Linked DNA regions of Mus musculus: region 1 is linked to region 2. The links are chromatin contacts, called in public Micro-C maps. All regions are on one chromosome and are shown on one strand. Each heading gives the region's core, a stretch centred on a gene start, on an enhancer-like site or on the middle of the called end of the contact. The rest is flanking DNA. Distances are from core to core; before and after follow the strand shown.

Evidence for each region. A called contact is a pair of places that touch in the nucleus more often than the background predicts.
Region 1: a Micro-C map of embryonic stem cells shows a contact between it and region 2, with 10 times the contacts expected there. The contact joins the promoter of Atxn1 here to the promoter of Nrn1 in region 2. A contact is called at or near these places in 1 of 39 promoter capture datasets (embryonic stem cells) and 1 of 484 Hi-C or Micro-C datasets (embryonic stem cells).

What each region holds. Positions count from the first base shown.
Region 1 is chr13:45,961,765-45,968,139 of GRCm38.p6, reverse strand. Atxn1 (ataxin 1) reads left to right here and starts at 3,149. Exons shown (of 8, transcript NM_009124.6): 1 at 3,149-3,325. It overlaps 5033430I15Rik (RIKEN cDNA 5033430I15 gene), which reads right to left and starts at 2,916. Exons shown (of 2, transcript NR_167678.1): 1 at 2,757-2,916; 2 at 1,632-2,229.
Region 2 is chr13:36,732,661-36,739,072 of GRCm38.p6, reverse strand. It overlaps Nrn1 (neuritin 1), which reads left to right and starts at 4,596. Exons shown (of 3, transcript NM_153529.2): 1 at 4,596-4,837. The coding sequence starts at 4,783.

The DNA.
Region 1 (6,375 bases), core at 1,900-4,399, 9.2 Mb before region 2:
CTGATTTCCAGCCTAGTCTAGAAAATATGACCCTTTAAGTTTAGGTAGAGACCTTGTCTCAAAGGAATAATCAGAAAGTGATAAGAGGACCCTCCTCTCTCTCTCTCTCTCTCTCTCTCTCTCTCTCTCTCTCTCTCTCTCACACACACACACACACACACACACACACACACACACACACAGGTTAGTACCTTATTTTTAAATATATTTAATATATATTAAACATCTTAAGTATTAATATATTTAAGATATATGTATCTTTAATATATATCTTTAAAAAATAAATAGAAGGTACTAACATTTCTTTTTACATTAAATAATACATAACACACATCAGGAGCAAGGTTCAGCAGGGCCTCCTTCCTCAATTTTGCTTCACTACAGAGCTCGACCGAGTCTTATACAAACATAATATCAGATTTGGGGGTAGGGGCCAGTGCTATATAGCTGCCACCTTGAAAACCTTGTTCTTTTTCCATGGAGGTTTTATTTCCATGAGAACTTTTGCTTTTAGAGAGCCTCTCCTGTTCCTTCTCAGATGGTGCGTTTGACATTTTGTCTTCAGGAAATGAAACATCTCAGTACTCAAGTAAGGAAACTGCTCTATGAGTATTATGTTTGTGTTGGAACTTGCAGGAAGCAATAGCTGTAGGTGTGTGTGTGTGTGTGTGTATGTGTGTGAGAGAGAGAGAGAGAGAGAGAGAGAGAGAGAGAGAGTGTTTATGGCTTTAATCTTAATGGTTAGGAAAGTAAACAACACATTTCTTATTAATTATTTTTACTGTATGGATAATGTACATATTTAGCTTTCTTCAGGGAACATTTAAATTAATCGACTACGTCTAATATGAATTATGTGTTTTAATATGTTTAAGGTTGTTAAAATAATGCAAATTAACTGCTTGCACCAACGTAATAATTACAATATTAGGAGGTTTTTTCCCCTTGAAAATTCTCTAAATATAAGATGTCTAAAAATAGAGTGGAGGTGGATTGGACAGTTTACAGATTATGAGCTGGAATAAAAACATCTCAGTTATGCCAAAAACATGGCAACCAATATTTTCTGTTATAAAAATATTTTAGATTAAATTTGTTTTTTTTTTTATATGAAAGCTGTCTGCAAGTGAAGCGAATAACAGAAGCTTTGTCGGTTTCACAGGCCAGCCGGAACAATACCTGTAGCACAAAGCAGACGCCTTTCCCACAGGCAGCCAGCGAGCGTCTGCTCCATTTCAAAGACAGCTTTACCAAGAGGGAGCGAAAAGACACCAGTCAGTTAAGCTCTGAACTGTTAACCTTCACCTGGATAAAGCTCAGGAGGGAAAACAAAACTAGACAGAGCCCCGACAGGAAACTCAACGTTAACCGTCCACTAGAGGCTGTAATGAGACCAACAATGTCACTTTAGCATATGAAGTCTAATAATCGCGGATCCTCAAGTGAACAACACAGTTTATAGGGAGTGGGGGCGGGGGGGGGCGGTGAGAGGGAACAGTTGTAGTTCTATTTAAGCAACCGTGGATGTGTGCACGGTATTTCAAAACCTGAGAATAGATAATGTGTCCTACACCACAAACACACACACACACACACACACACACACACACACACACACACACACCACTGCATCTCTTTTATTTTATTTTATTATTATTTTTTTAATTTAACTTCTGAAGTGCCGGCTCCACAATACAGTAGTTTAAACGCGCACACGTTTCTCTTGGTGATTCTGTACGCTGCTTCAGACAGTGACTAATTGTTGGGTCATACGTAAACGGAGCCAAAAGGTCTCTCAAATCCGGCTTAGAGTCAATAAATAGTAGTGGCTTCCAGCGAGACCAAGGGATCGAGTTTCCAGACTCTCAGTTCTAAGCACCTGAAAGAGGTCAGATGCTGGCCTGACACCTACTGGTCTTCAAGAATTTTCTGCTGCAAAGAGAACGCGGCACTGAGCGACCCTCGTGGGGATGTGATGGCTCTTCTTTCGGGTGCCACACCTGTTGGCAAGGTGAACGCCTCCAGAGAAGAGTTCTTCCCTCGAGCTTACGCTTGGCTGAGGTGTAGCCGGAGGGGGCCGGGTGGGGAGTCCACGTCTGCGTTTAGCCACCGGGACAAGGTGGGTGGGGGAGCGTTCCTTCGCTTGGTTTCCCCGAGAACCACCATCGACTGACTGCTCAGTGCACAGGTTACCTCGCTTGCGATGAAATGAATGATCCACAGTTAGCCCTGAGGAGTGAGTGAGGTCGGTTACCAGGGCTAGCTAGAGCTGAGGCGTTCCATGCCCACAGCAGATTTCGAGACCAGCAGAATTTGAAAGGAGGACCGGGAGGTCGCCAGCTTGTCCAGGCAGGAAAGGTGAGGGTGCCAGTGCAAGCTGGGGAAGCCTGAGAACTTTCCCGAGTTGCAAGCCAAGGCAGCAGGCGCGGGCCTTGCCTCGGATGACGCAGGGCTGGCGGGTTGGAGGGTTAACAGTAAGGATACAATGAGTCCTCTTTAGATGCTCACCCGGGGGGCACCAAGGGCACTTCGTAATTAGAAATCAGCCGACTTCCCCGCCCCCTTGGGTATTTTACCAAGTAGGAGCCAAATCCTGACACCCGTCGCTGCGAGTCTCCCAGGTTGCCTGAGTTGCACCCTGCACTCACCCTGTCCCCCTCCAACTAGGTTGCAGGGAGCCGGGGAGGCGCGCGAGCACCGATCGGTCACCACTCCAATGACCTCATCGCCCCAACTTCCCCGCCCCTTTCTCAAACCTGGAAGGCACAGTCCCCTCCGGTCGGTGTCGGGGATCCGGAGCCACAGTTGCGGAGAGACAACCCGGCCTCCCCTGGAGCGAGCGCCGCTCCAGCCCGGGTGCATAGAAGGGTTAAGGGCGCGGGCCGGCAGCCGCGCCGTGCGCTCGCCGTGCTCTGTGCGGCTCGCCGGGCCGCCTGCCAGAGGGTGCCTCCCCCCCCCCTCCCCCCCCATGAAGTCGGATCCTTGAGCTGCGGCGGCGGCAGCCAACTGCTCCATATTTGGCTTCTATTACACATTTACATACTGGAGCGAGCGAGCGAGCGCGAGAGAGAGCGCGAGGGAGGGAGGGCGGGCGGAGGGAGGAGGGAGGGGAGGGGGGAGGAGGAGGAGGAGGAGGAGAGAGCAGAGTATACCGCAGACATCATTTCTACTACAGTGGAGGAGCCGTACAGGACCTGTTTCACTGCAGGGGGATCCAAAACAAGCCCTGTGGAGCCGCAGCTAGAGCTACAGCAGCCGCAGGACACTGTGTCTCTCCCTCTGTTACCCCTTCCCCACGCAACCCCAGATCCATTTACACTTTACAGTAAGTGGCTATTTTTTTTCCTCCTCTGATTCTTTCTCTCCCCCTCCCCCTTCCACCCCGATTTAGATTAAAATCACCCCCTCCCGCACCCCAATCTGCTCTCTCCGGAGAGGGGCCAAAGAACATCCAGCATACACCCCCCCTCCCCCAGTCTCAATGGGCTGCACGGAAAACAGCTGGAAGAGGAGCGAAGGAAACCGACGCGTCGTGGTGTGTGTGTGTGTGTGTGTGTGTGTGTGTGTGCAGGCGCGCGCGCGAGTGTATGTGTGACTGTGTGTACATACACTAGTGCCCGGCTCCAGCCTCCCGGCTCGGGACCCCCTCTGGGAGCAGGAGCGGCTAGCAAGGGCAGCAGATAGGGGCTGGGTGGGCGGCCGCCAGGAGAGGGGGCGCGCCCGGGCGGGGGGCGCGGGTGGGGAGAACGGCGGCGCCCCGTTTCGGCTGCTGCCGGTCCGGCGGCGGCGAGCGGATAGAGCCCGGTCCTCCTCCTTCCGTGTGGCGCAGGGGGAGGCGGCAGCCGCGGAGGGTCGCGCTGCCCTCTTCGCTCCTCTCCAGTCCCCCCTCCCGGGTGGGGGCGGTGAGCGCTGCGGGGGCTCGAGGGAGGGCTGGGCTTCCCCGCCCGGGGTCGCCTAGCTTGACAGAGGCAACCCCGAGCTTGGGGTCTCCCCGCCTAGGCCAGCCTCTCGGGGCTACGAGGGGACCAAGAGGGGACTTTGCGTGAGGCTAGGGGCGCGGAGAGGTGGCGCCTCAGGAGGCAAGGGCGCGCGGGCCATCGCAGCGCAGCGGGAGAAGACCGGCCCTAGCTGCAGCTGCCACCGCCGCCCTGTTGGTGCGGCCGCTTCCTGATCCAGAGCAGCAGCAGCAGACGCCGCCGCCACCGCCGGAGCTGGAGCCGGGAGCCCGCGAGCGCCCCAGCCCGGCCCGGCGACTCTGCCGGCGCCCGCAGCAGTAGCGGAGGAGCTGCGGGCGCTGCCCTGCGCCGGGACTGCTCTGCTGCGCGGCGGCAGAGAGGGTGAATGAAGACGGGAGGAGGGGAAGGAGGAGGTGGCGGCGGAGGAGGCGCTGCGGGGATTGGGATGTGCCCCGGAGCCCCGCGGCTCGTTCACTCGGGGCCCGAGTCGCCGCCACTGCCACTGCCAGGGCTGCCGCCGCCACCGCCGCCGCCTCCTACGTGGTTGCAGCCGAGCGCGCAGGCCGGTCCCGCAGGGGGCAGGGAAGGGGCCGGACGGGCGGAGCGAGAGGTGAGGCGGGGTCGGAGAGGAGGGAGTAAGTGCGTGTGAGTGTGTAGGTGCGTGTGTGCGTGTGTTCGCGCGCCGGGCGGGGACCAGGACCATCGCGATGGGGAGCGGGGAGTGGGGGTGGGGGTCCACGGTGGTCCCTTGGTTGACTCTGCAGCGCTTCGACCTCTCTTGAGCCGCCTCCTTCAACTCTGTGGCTTGTGCGCTTTCATTTTATTTCAGACCACGTAGAGAGCTGACTGCAAGAGGTGAAACAATTCAGGTTTTCTAGGGAGATTGAGCAAGGACCTTAGTGGTGGGGGGTGGAAGTAGGGTGCTGTATCTAGACTCTGCCAGGGGCGCGGGGGGTGGGGTGGGGGGAGGATCAGGGGTAAGAGGATGGGGTTTAGTTCGATCCCGTGGCTGTCCTGTTTTGTTTTGCTTTCTTGCTGTATAATCCTACAGATAAGAGGGCAATATAAATACTTGGGGAAGGTTGGGAAATTGCTGAAGAGTAGTAAGGGCGGAAAAAAAAAAAAAGAAGCCAGTCGGAAGCTGGTTATATAATGCGCTATGTGGCTAACAAGAAAGGCAAGCTATTTTTATTTTGTTTACCGTATGTTGTGCAGTAGGAACTCCTCCAAACTGGTTCTGTCCCCGAAGAGGTTTCTTAGTTTGTCAGAGAGAGAGCCACAGGATACAATTAGTAAAATTAGAAGACCCCACACCACCTACAGAATAAAAAGTAATGCTTTAGAGTTCTCACCTCACATTCTGCCTGGTATGCAGGGGAATGTGTGTATGCCCTATGTTTCCCTGTAGCAACCTAGTAGTGTCATCTCAGTGACATTTCTGTTTTATAATGCGAGCTCTTCTTAATATTTAAACAGCACTGCTATAGATCGTAGGCAACAAGGTAGTTACATGCTGGGTATTTTTAGGCGCAGCTGGTTACTTTTTTGCAATAGTGTTTGCTAAACCGTGTCCAGCTTTATGAAGAGCCCTGCCATTCCTAGAAGCCTGGGTTAAGCCTACCCTCTGGTTTACTGATGGTGGGTGGGTAGCTAAGACAGTTTGATAGCCGAGGGTTTTTATTTTTATTTTATTTTTGAATGAAGCTTATGCCAGGGGAAGCTAGAGGTAGCCACCAGAGAGAAGAAAAAACATGCGCAAGAACTCTTGGAAAGGGATTGCACCATAACAGCTTAGCTGTGGCATTTAATCTCCTCTGATTGTCCTCTAACTGGCCACGCATCAGTCAATATTTTAGCAGCTTTGCAAATAAATTGGCTTGAACGCCACCTTCCACATAAAGCTGAGGCTGAGAAGCCTCCTGCCTGTCTGCCTCTCTCATCATAGATACTGTCTGTGGTGTTAGTTTTCTGTACACTTACTCCAGCCCTGATCACTCATGTAATTAGATCAGGTTGCCATGGCTACAGACAGTGTTCCTTGGCCCATTCAGGTGGGTTTGCCTGAACTACTCCAAGTGTTTTATGCACAGTATTTGAGCTGCCCCGAACCGGGAGGGGAGAGACTTCACTGTTTCAATTGCTGTCTTCTTTCAGTCAGGAGACACTGAATGGGGCTTCGAGCTACTTAGCTTTTCTAAAGGGAAACCAACACGCTGTTCCTACTGGGGACAGTATGTAAATGCATCTCCCCAGATAGAGAAAGGAGCCTCACAATCCTGCTGGTGTTCATTGTGAGCAGATCAACAAGTATTTGATACTTGCTAGAAACCTTTCAGAGCTGACTAAAGCAACATTTTCTTTTTCAGTCTAGAGCCTTTGGCCTGGTAGGCACTTAACCCTTTCAAGTGTGAGAGGACAG
Region 2 (6,412 bases), core at 3,347-5,846:
CAGTGAGAAGCTGAGAGAATCCAGATTGAATCTTGGAGACGAGTTTGAGCAGAAACAGCTAAATTGAACCAGCCAGCCAGAGTTCAGAAAGAGTTCAAAAAAGGGTGAGCTTATTTAGCAGTAATCCTCCATCCCTGGTGGATAAAACTTACTTTTATGAGAGAGAGAGAGAGAGAGAGAGAGAGAGAGAGAGAGAGAGCATGTGTATAGTATGTGTGTGTTGTACATATATATATATGAGTGTGTATGTGTATAAAGTATGTGTGTATGTTTATAGAATGTAGGTTGTGTGTGTGTGTGTGTGTGTGTGTGTGTGTGTGTGTGTGTATCCTCTGGTTAGTCTCTCTATGAAGCTAGTAGTATTCAGTCATGGATCCCCATGATGACCTTACCAGGTCCTAATCACTCCCCAAAAGCCTTGCCTCTGAACACCATAGTTTCATTAAGTTACCTCTCTTTTAATATCTCACTACAGTGATTAAATTTCAATACAGGAACCACTGGGGGGACACACTAACATTATGAAAACTGTAGCAAACCCCATAACTACCTAGAATTGATTTTTTTAACTAATTTATTTTAAAATAACTTGGAACATTAAAGAAAGCAATACCAGGGAAAAAAACCAAGAACTCAAATCCCCTTTCACTTTCTCCAACTCTTGATATTTTTTACCGTGTTTTCCCCGTGCAATTAGTTGGCCTTCGTTCTAGCAGTCCTTGCTTGAGGCTGTGGAGCAAGCTTGAGATGCCTTGTGTCCCCTAACACTCCAGGATGTACCGCCCCCCCAAGAAGAAGACTTTTCTAGTGTTCAGCACACAAGTCTCCTGTCAGAGATCAGAGCTCACACAACGTCAAAGTGCCACTCAGGGAGCTCTCTCGAGGGTTTAATTGTGTCAGCTCTGCTCCTTCTGGTCCAAGGATCACACACGGGAACACAAATCACACGTAATCCATTGTGGAGAGGGACCGTGGAGATGTTCACGGTCACCTCAACATTCTCTGTCTACATTCCACAGCAACCATGCTTATTTTAAAGAGGAGAGCGATGACTTCCGGAATCCAAATGTCTGCATTAAAACCAAGTTTCCTCAGTCAGCCATAGATTTCGAGACTAAAGGTGTCACTAAATTTTGAAAAGGGGGAAAAGGCACCTCACCAAGGAGTAAGCTTGAGGGTAGAAAAGGGGCTGCTAACATGGGTTCATCTTGTTTTTTAACTAATACTTTTCTTTCACATACAAGATAATGGGTTTGATGAGGACGTTTCACAGATGTAAACACTGTGCTTGGTTCGGCTTCTTTTCTGGCCTAGAAGGCAGAAATGGGAACTCCCACTGGTCCTGGCAACTGTTCTCACAAACAATTTCAAGGGGATGTGTCTTGAGATGGCAGCTTCTGGGAAGTCTGTGCATGGTGAACTAGAAGAGGGAGCAGGGAACTCAGCTCATAAACTGCTCAGCCAAACTGGAGTGGTGGCCCAGCCTGAATTGAGAGAGAACCTGGGTGTTTCAGGGAAAGGAACTCTGCCTGCCTGTCATTTACACACACCTACATTTGGTGTTCCTCATGTTCAGCCTGAAGACCCAAACAGCACCAAGAACTCTTTTTTTTTTAAACGTTTTGTACTGCATTTAGGAAAATTAGTTATTGGAAGGGGAACCATCTTTATCCCTGTTGATCTATGACAGACATTTTTTTGCTTAGATATTATACTTTGGCTTGGACGTCCCCTCTTACAGACATGTCCACGGTATTCTAAGAAAGCTCTAATTCATAAAAAGGTAGAGTTGAAGATCCTCTGGAAATCGCATCATAGACCTGTCCTCTTCGTTTTCAGATTGGGAGAATGAAACCCCAAACCTCCCAGGGATGCCCAAGGTCATGTGAAGGACAGGGCTAAGTATGACATGAATAGGCTTTTCAAATTAATAAAAGAAATGACCTCCAGTCCACCCTCAACCATGAATACTGCCCTGTGATCTCAGTCATCCTTGCCCATGATCTTGGCTTTTATTTCCCTTCGGTTAAAAATAGGAAGAAACAAAGCCTTCCTGGGCCTAGACTGAAGAATGACCTGTGATTTTTAAAGGTTAGAAATTTCAAAAACAAAAACATCGTTAGCATCTGCTTTCAATTATTCATTCTCCCGGATTATTTATGGACTGTACCTCTGCCAGACTCTTGCTTCACTTTTTTTAAGCCTTGTACCAGGGAAGGGAGGCCAGGAAGTAGAGGGGGCCAGTGTAAAGGGAAGGACCAGCAGGCACCCAGGTGGCAAGGAACAGCGGGTTCAGAATCTACGCAGGCGCGCAGGACTGCAGACGCCTTGAGCGCACGATTCACTCAGCTCCATTTAGTTTTTCAATGCAGCTTCCTCACACCTGAAGCCTCTGGTTTTAAGTGAGAAGGGATGTAGTAGGGAAGATCCCATGGCACCCACTGAAAATGTTCTAGAAGGTCCCGATGCGTGAGCGGGAGAAGGCAAGGACGTTGAGGGTACGAAATGTAAATTCCCGGGTACTCAGGCTCTGAGACTTTGGAGCGGAGACAGGAGGACTCGGCTCAGAGCCACGGACGTGGGTGGAAGATGGGGAAACCGGTGGCCCTGTGCGTGGAACCCTGAAGGGACAAGGGAGTATGGGGGAAGAGCTTCCAACCTTGAGGTCCCGCCCCTTGCCAGCCCCTTCTCTACCATTGGAGAGCATTGGGGGAGGGTCCGAGGGACGCCCCCCCCCCCACTCGCCACCCTTCTCGCCCCGCCTCCTTCCCGCCCACCTTTTCTGCTTTTCTGGGAGCCTCTGAACACTGGGGCAGGAAACTCCTGGCCCCGCCACTGGGCCCCTGGACACCGGGAAAGCGCGCCCCCGCTACCCCGCCCACCCACCACTGACATCACCAGGGGCAGGGACGTGGCTCCGCCCCTACAGCCGTGGCAGCTTGCCCTGGTTCTGCAGTTCTGCAGGGCTGCAAGCTTGGGTCCCCTCGGTGCGCGCTTTTCAGCTTCTAGTTGCCTCAAGACCCTCGCGGTCCTACTCAGTCCCTCCACCGCCCGTCACCTGACCCCAGTTTTGCACCCTTTTCTCCCTTTCTCCGTCTGTGTGCACAGATGGCTGACTGTGTGGGCTCCCAGTGCAGGGGCTTCGAAAGGCAAATTAAACGGAAGCCCGGTCTCCCTAATCCCCTTTCATTTCTGCCACTAACCTAGCCTTACGCGGTCGCCCTGCAGTCTTATAAAATATGAAGGCTCTTTTATTTTTCTCCTTTCGCATATCTCTTCATTGGCTCAAGTAATACAGTTAGCCAATGCGGCCATCAACATTTGATTAAAGACGCTAGAATTCAGACTGGGAAAGAGGGTGTGGTGCATTGCAGAAAAGGAGAAAAAAAATCAAAACTTAATTTCATTTAAGAAGTAGCCCTGATTATTTTTCCATCTTACACGATCCACTACAGGACCTTGCACGAACGCAGCTGAAGAGATATTTCTTTACTGCAGTCAGTGCTGGATCATCAAAAAATAAAATAAAGAGCGCAGGTGTGTGTGGGTCTGGGTGTGTACGTGATGGACGTGGGTGCGTGTATCAACATGTCAGTGTGACCCTACAGATGACTTCAGGAGGCCCCAGAAAGGAGTTGTACACCAGAGCTTGCCTTGGAAATTTCCTAAAGCGCGAAGAGTTTGTAAACCACAAGAAACCGAAATTTACCCTAGCCTAGGCTTCTTGCCCGACAGCCTTTCCAACCCCCTAAAATAGGTGTCTCTATGCCTGGTATAGATGCCCCTCGGTGGGTGAGCGTCGCGAATAGTGACATTCACAAGAGGGCACGCAGAGTCTATTTCTGGGGGCCCCCATGCGAGCCGAACGAACCCCCGGGGCCTGGGTGTGTACGCGCGCTCGCGTGCGGAGTGTGCGGGCGAGCTCGGGGGCGCTCCCGGGCGTGCGCTTTTGTGAGTGTGTGCGTGTGCTGGGGGGCCGGGTTATGTGCTCACGCGCTCTAGGCTGCGCCTAGAGCTCAACTGTGGGGCTGGAGAGAAAACTAGGGTAGGCAAGTGAGGGGGTCTGCACCCCACTGAGGGCGAGAGAAGGGTGATTCGGACCGGAGGAGTCTCTCCCCTCTGTCCTCCCTGGGCCCAAAGCTCCCCAAACCTCTCTGCAGGGTTGGAAGTGTCTGGGTTCGTTGTGGCGCCAGTGAAGGAGGGAGCAGGTTGAACAATCGAGTGGGCGCACCAGGACTCCCCGTCTCCGGGGCGGGGAGAGGAGAGGGAGCCCCGATTCTGCGCAGGGAGGGGGCGGGGCTGGGGGCCCCTGGAACGAGGAGGCGGGGGTGGCCACTGGGATGAAAATCAGTCACTACAGAGAGGCGAGATTTCGTTGAGATCGCACATTAATTGGAGATATCTGATTAATTCCAGAGTCTTATGACTATAAATGGTGATTCTCTACCAAGGTGTCTATATTATAAAAAAAAAAAAAAATCAATCCGTGTCATCCCCCACGTCAGGCCTGCTCGTGGGCGTGAGGCTGTACTTCCTCCGCCCCCTCCTAATGGAGTGAACCATTCCCAGCTCTCCCCCCCCCCCCCCAGCCTCTCACTCTCTCACTCTCTTTCTGTCTCTTCCTCGCTCCCTCTCTTTCTCTCCTCCCTCTGCCTTCCCAGTGCATAAAGTCTCTGTCGCTCCCGGAACTTGTTGGCAATGCCTATTTTTCAGCTTTCCCCCGCGTTCTCTAAACTAACTATTTAAAGGTCTGCGGTCGCAAATGGTTTGACTAAACGTAGGATGGGACTTAAGTTGAACGGCAGATATATTTCACTGATCCTCGCGGTGCAAATAGGTAAGTGGCCGCCCGGTACGGCTTGGTAGGCGACCGGAGATTGCCTACCCCAGAGGCGCCTAAGGGGACTTGCTGGCCAGGGTCTGCCGCTGGTTGCAGAAAACCCTGCAGACTCCCTGAGTCGGGGCATTAGCTCTTGGGGACTCTGGAAGGAGTTCTGGTTTGGTTTTCCTAAAGAAAGTGATTTCTTTTGCAGGGAAGTGTGTGTGTGTGACCGGCTGTTTTCCAAGGGGGGTTCTCCCTTTTCTCCAAAGCGCACATCCATTTTTTTCCTCCCTCTTTGGGGTTAAAACAGGATCTGAGCGCTCGTAGCATTTGTCCCCTGTTATACTGCAAGATACTATCTTGAGGGGTCAAAAGGTAAAGGGAGGAATAAGATGCCTAGGTAGCTAGGGCTGAAAAGTTTATATGCAGAAAGCAAAGATATTCTAAGGCTGCCCTCAAACTGCAGCATTTAGAACTTTGTCCTTCCTCCGCCCCTCCCCCTAGATCTTAGCTGCAGCGTTTGCTCCGGGCACCGCAGACTACTCCGAGAAGGATAAATCAACCAAATATTCACTGATATACTTTTTCAGGGTCATGTGTGTCTGTGATTTTTGGCAGATTAGCATCTCTATTATTTTTATACAGGAAAGTGGTTTAACGTGTTCGCATTTTGTCTTTTCGTGGGTTTGTAATTTTTGTTTGTGGCGGTTTATTGGATGGATTTATTTAGCCCCCCCCCCCATTTCATGTTAAGGAATGTGAGTCTCAGCTACACTGTTGGGAGGCTTTTTTAAAGTTTATATTTTTCCATCCAAAATGCAAATGTTTTAAGTACTAGTGAATCCGCTTATGTGATACTGGATGGAAACATTAATTAATGTAACTGAAAAGGGAAATTAAAGCAGCTTATTAATAGAATGGACAAAAGGAAAAAAATAGAAAGTCTCCCAGTGGTTATTCTGCAGATGGAGAAAACTGTTCGTGCCAGGCTGGAGCGTTCTTTACAGACAAATCCTTGCAGCATTTCAGGGGTGCGTCAGGGAATTTGTGTGGGACAAGAGAAGAAATACTTAACATTTTTTCTTCATAAGAAATATAGAGAAATTGGGGCTTTCGGAGCATTAAAACTGATTCTTTCTATGGGGTCCATATGCATTTGCCATATTCTTGAGAATTTGTTTGGGGGATTTTTTTGGTTGTTTATTTGTTTATTGTTTTGCAGAAACTGGGATTTTTGCAAAGCAAGGAGCATGCACCGGGATGTTGCCTTTTCCTTTAATTTTAGGAGATGACTTAATGCTTTGCATCTGGTGGTTTTGTGCCTTTGACATTAGTTCAAAGAGCTGCAACCATCCTAGGACATAGATCCCAAGGGCAGCAAATGCTGTAAGTGTTAGAAATAAGTGAGTGTGGCATTTTGCAGTTAGACGACTAATGTTCATAGATTAAGAAACAGCTAATGTTTTAAGATAGGGACTTCACCTGGAGGATGTTTGGGGACTCTGTTTTCCTAGTAGATGAGAATAGAAATAATGAAACAGTAATTTCAGGAGAGATGCATTTGATGAACCTCAGCCTGAAGATGACCAA